2 separate regions of the Mus musculus genome follow, and region 1 is linked to region 2. Evidence: chromatin contacts called from public promoter capture Hi-C data. All regions are on one chromosome and are shown on one strand. Each heading gives the region's core, a stretch centred on a gene start, on an enhancer-like site or on the middle of the called end of the contact. The rest is flanking DNA. Distances are from core to core; before and after follow the strand shown.

Region 1 (2,880 bases), core at 45-2,544, 120 kb after region 2:
TTCCAAATCTCCTTGGTCCCTTTTGGGGGATGGGACGGCACTGTGGAGCTCCTTAGGAAGTAGGAGCTAACCAGTGCTGAATTGGGTTCACCCCAGGCCCTTTCTCTACAAAACCAGAAAGTTTGGGCGGGATAGTCATTTAGCTGCCTTTTCCAGGATGTTGGGGTGGGCTGCAATTCTAAACTGAGTGCCTGTGAGTGGTAGGGAGGACTTCTGAGTGGTTTCCTAAGTCGAGGCTTGGTACCTGGACATGGGGGAAGGGTCAGGACTGGAAGGATCGCTGTGGTCCTGTTCCAAGTGTCCCCTTGTTCTCTGCATACATCACTCAGAATCTCTGACCCCATCTTGCCCCATTAGCCAGATCAAAGCTATGGTTCCAACAGAGTTTTGCAGAGGTGAGGAGCTGACTGCAAAGAAATGAGAGCGGCAATGGAGTGGGTCGGGGTGAGGGTCAGGACAGGAGCAGGGCGGGCTAGAAAGGCCAGAGCAGATCTGGGGCGGCATCCCACTCCCAGACTCAAGCTTCCTTCACCTGCTCTTTTCCTACCTCCAGACCTGGCCGAGTTGCAGGAGGTGAACGAGGGTCTGCAGTAGCCAGACGCAGAGGCGGCAGCAGCGGCGGCGGTAGGTGCCGGCCGAGGATGGTGCGGGCCGGGGGACCAGCTCCGCGCTACCTTCTTTGGTCCGGAAGGCGACAGCACTGTCCTTGGTGCTGATGGCGGCTCCGACTATGTCGCTGTCCTTGGTGCTGACGGCGGGTCCCGGGGTCCCCGCGGGCTCCGAGTAGTCGTAGACGAACCAGCGGAAGCTGAGCAGCTGCACGACCAGTGAGGGCAGCAGCACGAAGAGCAGGGTGAGGCCGAAGTAGGTGCTCTGACCCTGCAGGTAGTAGGAGGCCGCCAGCCACAGGTCGGTGGCGCCGTCGGAGAAGAACACGAGCAGCGCGCACAGCACCCAGCAGCAGTCCCGCAGCTCGTAGCGTGGCCCCGGGCACCCCGCCTCCACCGGTCCCGGGCCCGCGATCCCCGCCGCAGCCTCCCCGCGCCCTCCCGCCCCGCCCCGATCTGCTCCCGCCGGCCCCTCGGGCCCCGGGCCGGCCACGGCCGCCGCTCCATCCGACTTCGCGGCCATGTTGGCGGAGCAGGAGGCGGGGAGCGACTTCCGGGCGGCGGAGCGGGTGGGGTGCGGAGTGGGGAGGACCCTGCGCGGGCGGCTCCCGCCTCCCGCTCTTCCTCCGCCGCTCCTCTTCCTCCTCCCCTCTACCTCAATTATTCATCCTTGCCGGCGCCGCCCCGCCCGGGCTCCGGCCTGGATGTGGGCCGCCCCCTGGGAAGGGAGGGGGCCGGGGTGGGGAGAGCATCCCAGGTCACCCTCGCATGGCTTCCTCGGAGGCGTGGGGCCCAACCACATGCTTTCTGCCTCTGGCCTCCCCCTTTGACTGCCCCCGCCCTATCCTCTCCTTTTCCATTGATCTCCTGTGGTACCTCCGGTGGTTTGGGTCTTGCAATGTCCCAGGAGGGTGGGAGGCCGAGGTCTGAGAATAAAAGGACAGGGGTGGGGGCAGCTGCTTGGGCACCTGCCATAACCCGTTAGCAGTCACTCCTTCCAACGCCACTTCCTAGTTCCCCCGTGTTCACTTATTGTTTCATCCCCTCCTTTGATCTTGAGAGATCTCTTTTCTCATTGTCTTTTTCAAGCTGAGAAACTGCGGTTCTCTGAGTTGCGGTCTCTCGGTCTCTCGATCACCTTTCTTTTAGGAACCGCGTTCATCTGGCCACTAGCCTGATTAGGCAAGGCAGAGGAAAGGGATGGGAGGGAACCCCTTGGGAAGGAAAGAGCAAGTGCAAACAGCTACTCCCATCACCACTGGAGGCCACATTTTCTAGGATGTCCGGAAGAGGGGGTGGGGGTGCAGAACGATAAAACTGGCGATTTCCGATGGATTGGACCCTGAAGGGCCAGAAGGTGACAACGGGGGCACCTGCTGCAGAATGTCAGCTGAGGAGTTAGGTGGCTAGGTCAGGATTTAGCAAGAAGACTTGGCAGCCAAAGTGGAGCAGGGATCACAAAGCAGCAGCCTGGAACTGGAGAGAACAGAGGAACATTATAAACACAGTCCATGAGAGGAGCTAGGGGTCTCTCATGTGCCTGAGTACTCCCACACAACTACACCTTGGCTTGGATGGGATATCCTAGGACACTGAACCATTTCTTTGTCATTATTCTAAGCAATGAGGAATCGCTAATCATTTTAGTCTCACAATTTATATGGTCTATATTGTTCTGCCCATTCTATAGATGAGAAAACATAGAGTCAAAAGATACATTTAGTGGCTTAAAATCACATAGTGTTAGAAACAAATTCAAACGTGGCTCTCGAATAGGCTTTGAAAACTCAAGGGAGTGAGGAAGAGTGAGGAGGGGAGGAAGTGAGGTGGAAGGACCACCCTGCCTCAGAGTGACAGGGAAGATAGAAGAGACAGCTGCCCTGGGCTGGGTGGAGCAGCCATCTGCTGTCCTGCAGCCTGGCTTCCCTTTCGTGTCCAGGGACCGTTTTGGTCTCAGTGATGCTTGGGAGGTTGGGGTACCAGCTGTTGCCTAAAGCTAAAAGCAGAGGGGAGGTGTTAAGGGCTAAGGGAGTTTTCCAAGGTGGATTGGAGGCCAGCAGCCCATGTTTAGGCTGTCAGGAGGCTAGAGGTTTCAGTCAGAAAGACTCATCACTCCTAAAGAAGCCAATCTAATATATATAGAACCTTAAGTGGGGTCAGAGAGTCGGCCTGGCTCCTGACACCCCATTGTTAGTCCTTAGAGGTCTGTATCGATGACTTCACAGGTGCTTGCTCGGATGGGACCCGCAAAGATAGGATCCCACCTCTGGGT
Region 2 (3,117 bases), core at 345-2,844:
ACATCTGACTTGATGGTGAAGGAACCAAAGTTGATGGCTTCAGGAGCTGTCCACTTGATGGGGAACTTGGCTCCTGCAGGGTTGAGCAGAGCAGAGTCACGGTGAGACTGAGGAGCAATGAGGGCTGGGGCTCTGCTAGGGTGAGGGGAATCATGCCCTCTACAAATAGCGATTTCCTTGCAATGTGTTACCCATGTTACCAAGGGACATTTGTCTTGAGGACAGACACTGGATCAAAGAGGAGTGGATATAATGTGGGAGCTCACTCTGGGGGCTACATCCTTGATTCAGTTGCTGCCTGTTAAATGTTAACGCTGATAAGTGGAGACCCAGAGGTCTTTGGGGATAAGTGATCTCCGGGGGGCTTGAGTCTAGGTCACAGCTGATACCTCACCCCATCCACTCCCCAGCTATGGCGTGCAGGAGAGGACTTCAGCTGTCGTCTGAGGTTTGCCCTAGTCAGAGTGTCCCTTCCTTCCTATTCTTCCCTTCCTCCCTCTAGAATGGATTTGATGAGCAGTCTGTGGGTGTTTGTCTTAATTAAAGTATAATTGGTGAACATGGTCTATAGGATATATAACTGCCCCTTGATTCAGGATTACGATACACTCACTGTAAGGCAAAATGCAGAAGTCAAAAATGCCTCGAACACTTAGTTACTGAACACTGTAGTTCAGCAACTGCATATCATGGCTTCTTTTTTTGTTTCTTCTGGTGATCTCTTGGCTAAATCAGAGCTGTAGCTCACTGCCCTGGCTCAGCATCATGAGGGAGGACAGTATATTAATAGACATGGAAAGAGATCAAAATCCAAAGGGAGAGCATATTCATGCATTCATTCACTCAGTCACTCACTCAGTCACTCAGTCACTCACTCACTCACTCATTTTTATGAGACAGGCTCTCAATTCACTACATAGCCTAGATAGGATGGCCTTGATTTCCTGGTCTTTCTGCCCACTTCCCTAGTGTCTAGACTGGAGGCATGTACCACCATGCCCACCTTTGTATCATTTCTTCTCAATGCAACTATGTCTGTACCATCAGAACACTGGAGATAAATGACCAGGCTCTCAATCACTCTCTGCTGCCACCTCCTGTCCATGCCTTATCACGGCAGGCAGAAAACAGGCTGAGTGCTGAGGGGCAGGAACAGCAGTTGCCAAACTGCAGGGCTGTAGGGCGGAAGGAGCTAGAAGGCTGCAAGCAGTTCCATTTCAAAGACTTCAGTGGGACATTTGGTTTCATGGCTAGAGAGGCTAGACCACCGTCTCCAGTGGCTTAATGTCCATAAGGCACATATCCCCCTAAACAGCCATAAGCCTGGGAGCCTTTCAGAGCTGGACATAAACCTGACTGGCTTCATCACAAAAGTAGCAGCACCAGAGGAAGGCCAGTCCTAGGGATGCCTGAGGACACTTAGCCCTGGACTCTTGCTCCACTCCAAACTGCCATGTTGACTCTGTTGTTGCCTCCACTTAGGGTTGGATCCTAAGTGGAAAGATGCCAGTGTCACTGCTGACACTAGCAATGGAGGCTTTCCCCCTGTGCTACTCTCTTAATGTGAGGCCCCTGTCACATGATGCTAATTTGAATTCATGCTCCCTGTCTTTTCAACTTCCTGGCAGTGGTGATGACACATCAGCTCGGCCGGGTCTGTTTTGTTCCCTAATTCACTTTTCTTGTTACTGTGGTAGAAGATGGTTAAAGTCCCAGCGCAGGCCTGAGCACCTAAAGCTAGCCCCTTTGTATGATGAAAATGCTAGTGCTTTTAGGTGTCCCATAAAGCTATTTTTAAAACCATATACCAAGCAACCGCTAAGTTAAGAGACCATCTGCATGTTCTTTGGAATTCGGCGACGCTTGTATTATGGCCGAGTAAGTGATTAAGTATTGACAAGTCTCAACCCTAAAGGAAATATCCACATCTCTCTCACACACACACACACCCTTCCCAGGCTCAGAGATCATCCAGAAAGAGGCAGTAGAGAGATTGTAAAGCCATAGACAGTGGAGGAATGCTGTAAAAGAGGATTTTCTGGATGACAGGACCATAACACACCAGACCTCGAAGAAGCTATGTCTGCCTGCACAAAACCAGCACAAGATCAACTGGACAAAATCCCAGCAGAGATGAGAAGTTGGCCTCTGAAGTCCCACCCCTAGCTGAGCAGTTGTGGCTGCTAGGGGTGGGAGTGTCAGTTTTTGTCAGGGTTTGAGGACGCCTCCAGCAGGAGTCAGTGCTTTCCTTCCACTACATGGATCCTGGGGCTTGAACTCAGGACCTCAAGCTTGGCAGCAGGCACTTTCACTCAGCCAATTTGCCACTCCTTTTCTTTTAAAAAACTGGTCCTGAAATGACTTATTTTACATGTAGGGGCATTTTGCCTGCATATATGTATGTGTACCACATGCATGTCTGGTGCCCTCAGCATCCAAAAGAGGGTATTGGAACCATGGAACTAGGATTAGATGATTGGGAGCCGACATATGAGTGCCAGGACCCAGGTCCTCTGCAAGAGCAGCAAGTGCTCTTAACCACAGAGCCATCTCTCCAGACTCTCCTTTCCTTTTGAGAGACAGGGTCTCCATATCCCGGGTTGGCTCCATGGTATCCTCCTGCATGCTGCGATTCACAGCCCAACTCTAAGTCAGCCATTTTCTTTATGTCATACTTCTCTTTTATGTGGTACTAAGGCTCAAACCCAGATCTTGAGCATGCCTGGTAGGCACTCTGCCACCAAGCCACATCCTCAGCCACATCTAGAGAGTTCTCTCCATATCCCACTTATTCTTTACAGATTTAGATTATATATCCAACTTTTCATTTTATTTTTTTGTACCTAGTTTAAACATCAAATCATAACATATCCAATGGTGTGTGTGTGTGTGTGTGTGTGTGTGTGTGTGTGTGTGTGTGTGTGTGTTACTGGAGACTGAGTCTAGTACCATACACATGTCAGGCAAGTGTTCTGCCACAGAACCACAGCCCCTTTACTTTTTATTTTGAGACAGGGTCAGTAACTACCCTGGCAGACCTTGAACTTGTGATATGTCTCCAGAGTAGCCTACATTACAAGCCTGCACTTCTAGACCCAGCTAAAGTATACAGATGCT

The links. Promoter capture Hi-C pulls out the DNA fragments that hold promoters and counts their contacts.
Region 1: a promoter capture Hi-C map of the HPC-7 cell line shows a contact between it and region 2. The contact joins the promoter of Xkr7 here to the enhancer-like site in region 2. A contact is called at or near these places in 12 of 39 promoter capture datasets (the 3T3-L1 cell line, the C10 cell line, the HPC-7 cell line and 9 more), 3 of 15 datasets of contacts at CTCF or cohesin (the NIH/3T3 cell line, large pre-B cells and pro-B cells), 24 of 484 Hi-C or Micro-C datasets (3T3-L1-derived adipocytes, the C10 cell line, the G1E-ER4 cell line and 15 more), 8 of 115 datasets of contacts at active chromatin or transcription factors (the HPC-7 cell line, VIP interneurons, embryonic forebrain and 3 more) and 4 of 9 other capture datasets (adipose tissue, embryonic stem cells, liver and 1 more).

What each region holds. Positions count from the first base shown.
Region 1 is chr2:153,030,266-153,033,145 of GRCm38.p6, reverse strand. It overlaps Xkr7 (X-linked Kx blood group related 7), which reads right to left and starts at 1,294. Exons shown (of 3, transcript NM_001011732.1): 1 at 548-1,294. The coding sequence starts at 1,131.
Region 2 is chr2:153,145,903-153,149,019 of GRCm38.p6, reverse strand. Hck (hemopoietic cell kinase) reads right to left here. Exons shown (of 13, transcript NM_010407.4): 12 at 1-73. Among named protein-coding and RNA genes, the nearest start is that of Tm9sf4, 14 kb to the left of the region's middle. Within about 2 kb of position 1,594, at least 36 of the 459 cell types and tissues checked have an H3K27ac peak or open chromatin away from gene starts, as enhancers often do. A contact at or near this core is called in the HPC-7 cell line, bone marrow-derived macrophages and granulocyte-monocyte progenitors, where this site is marked.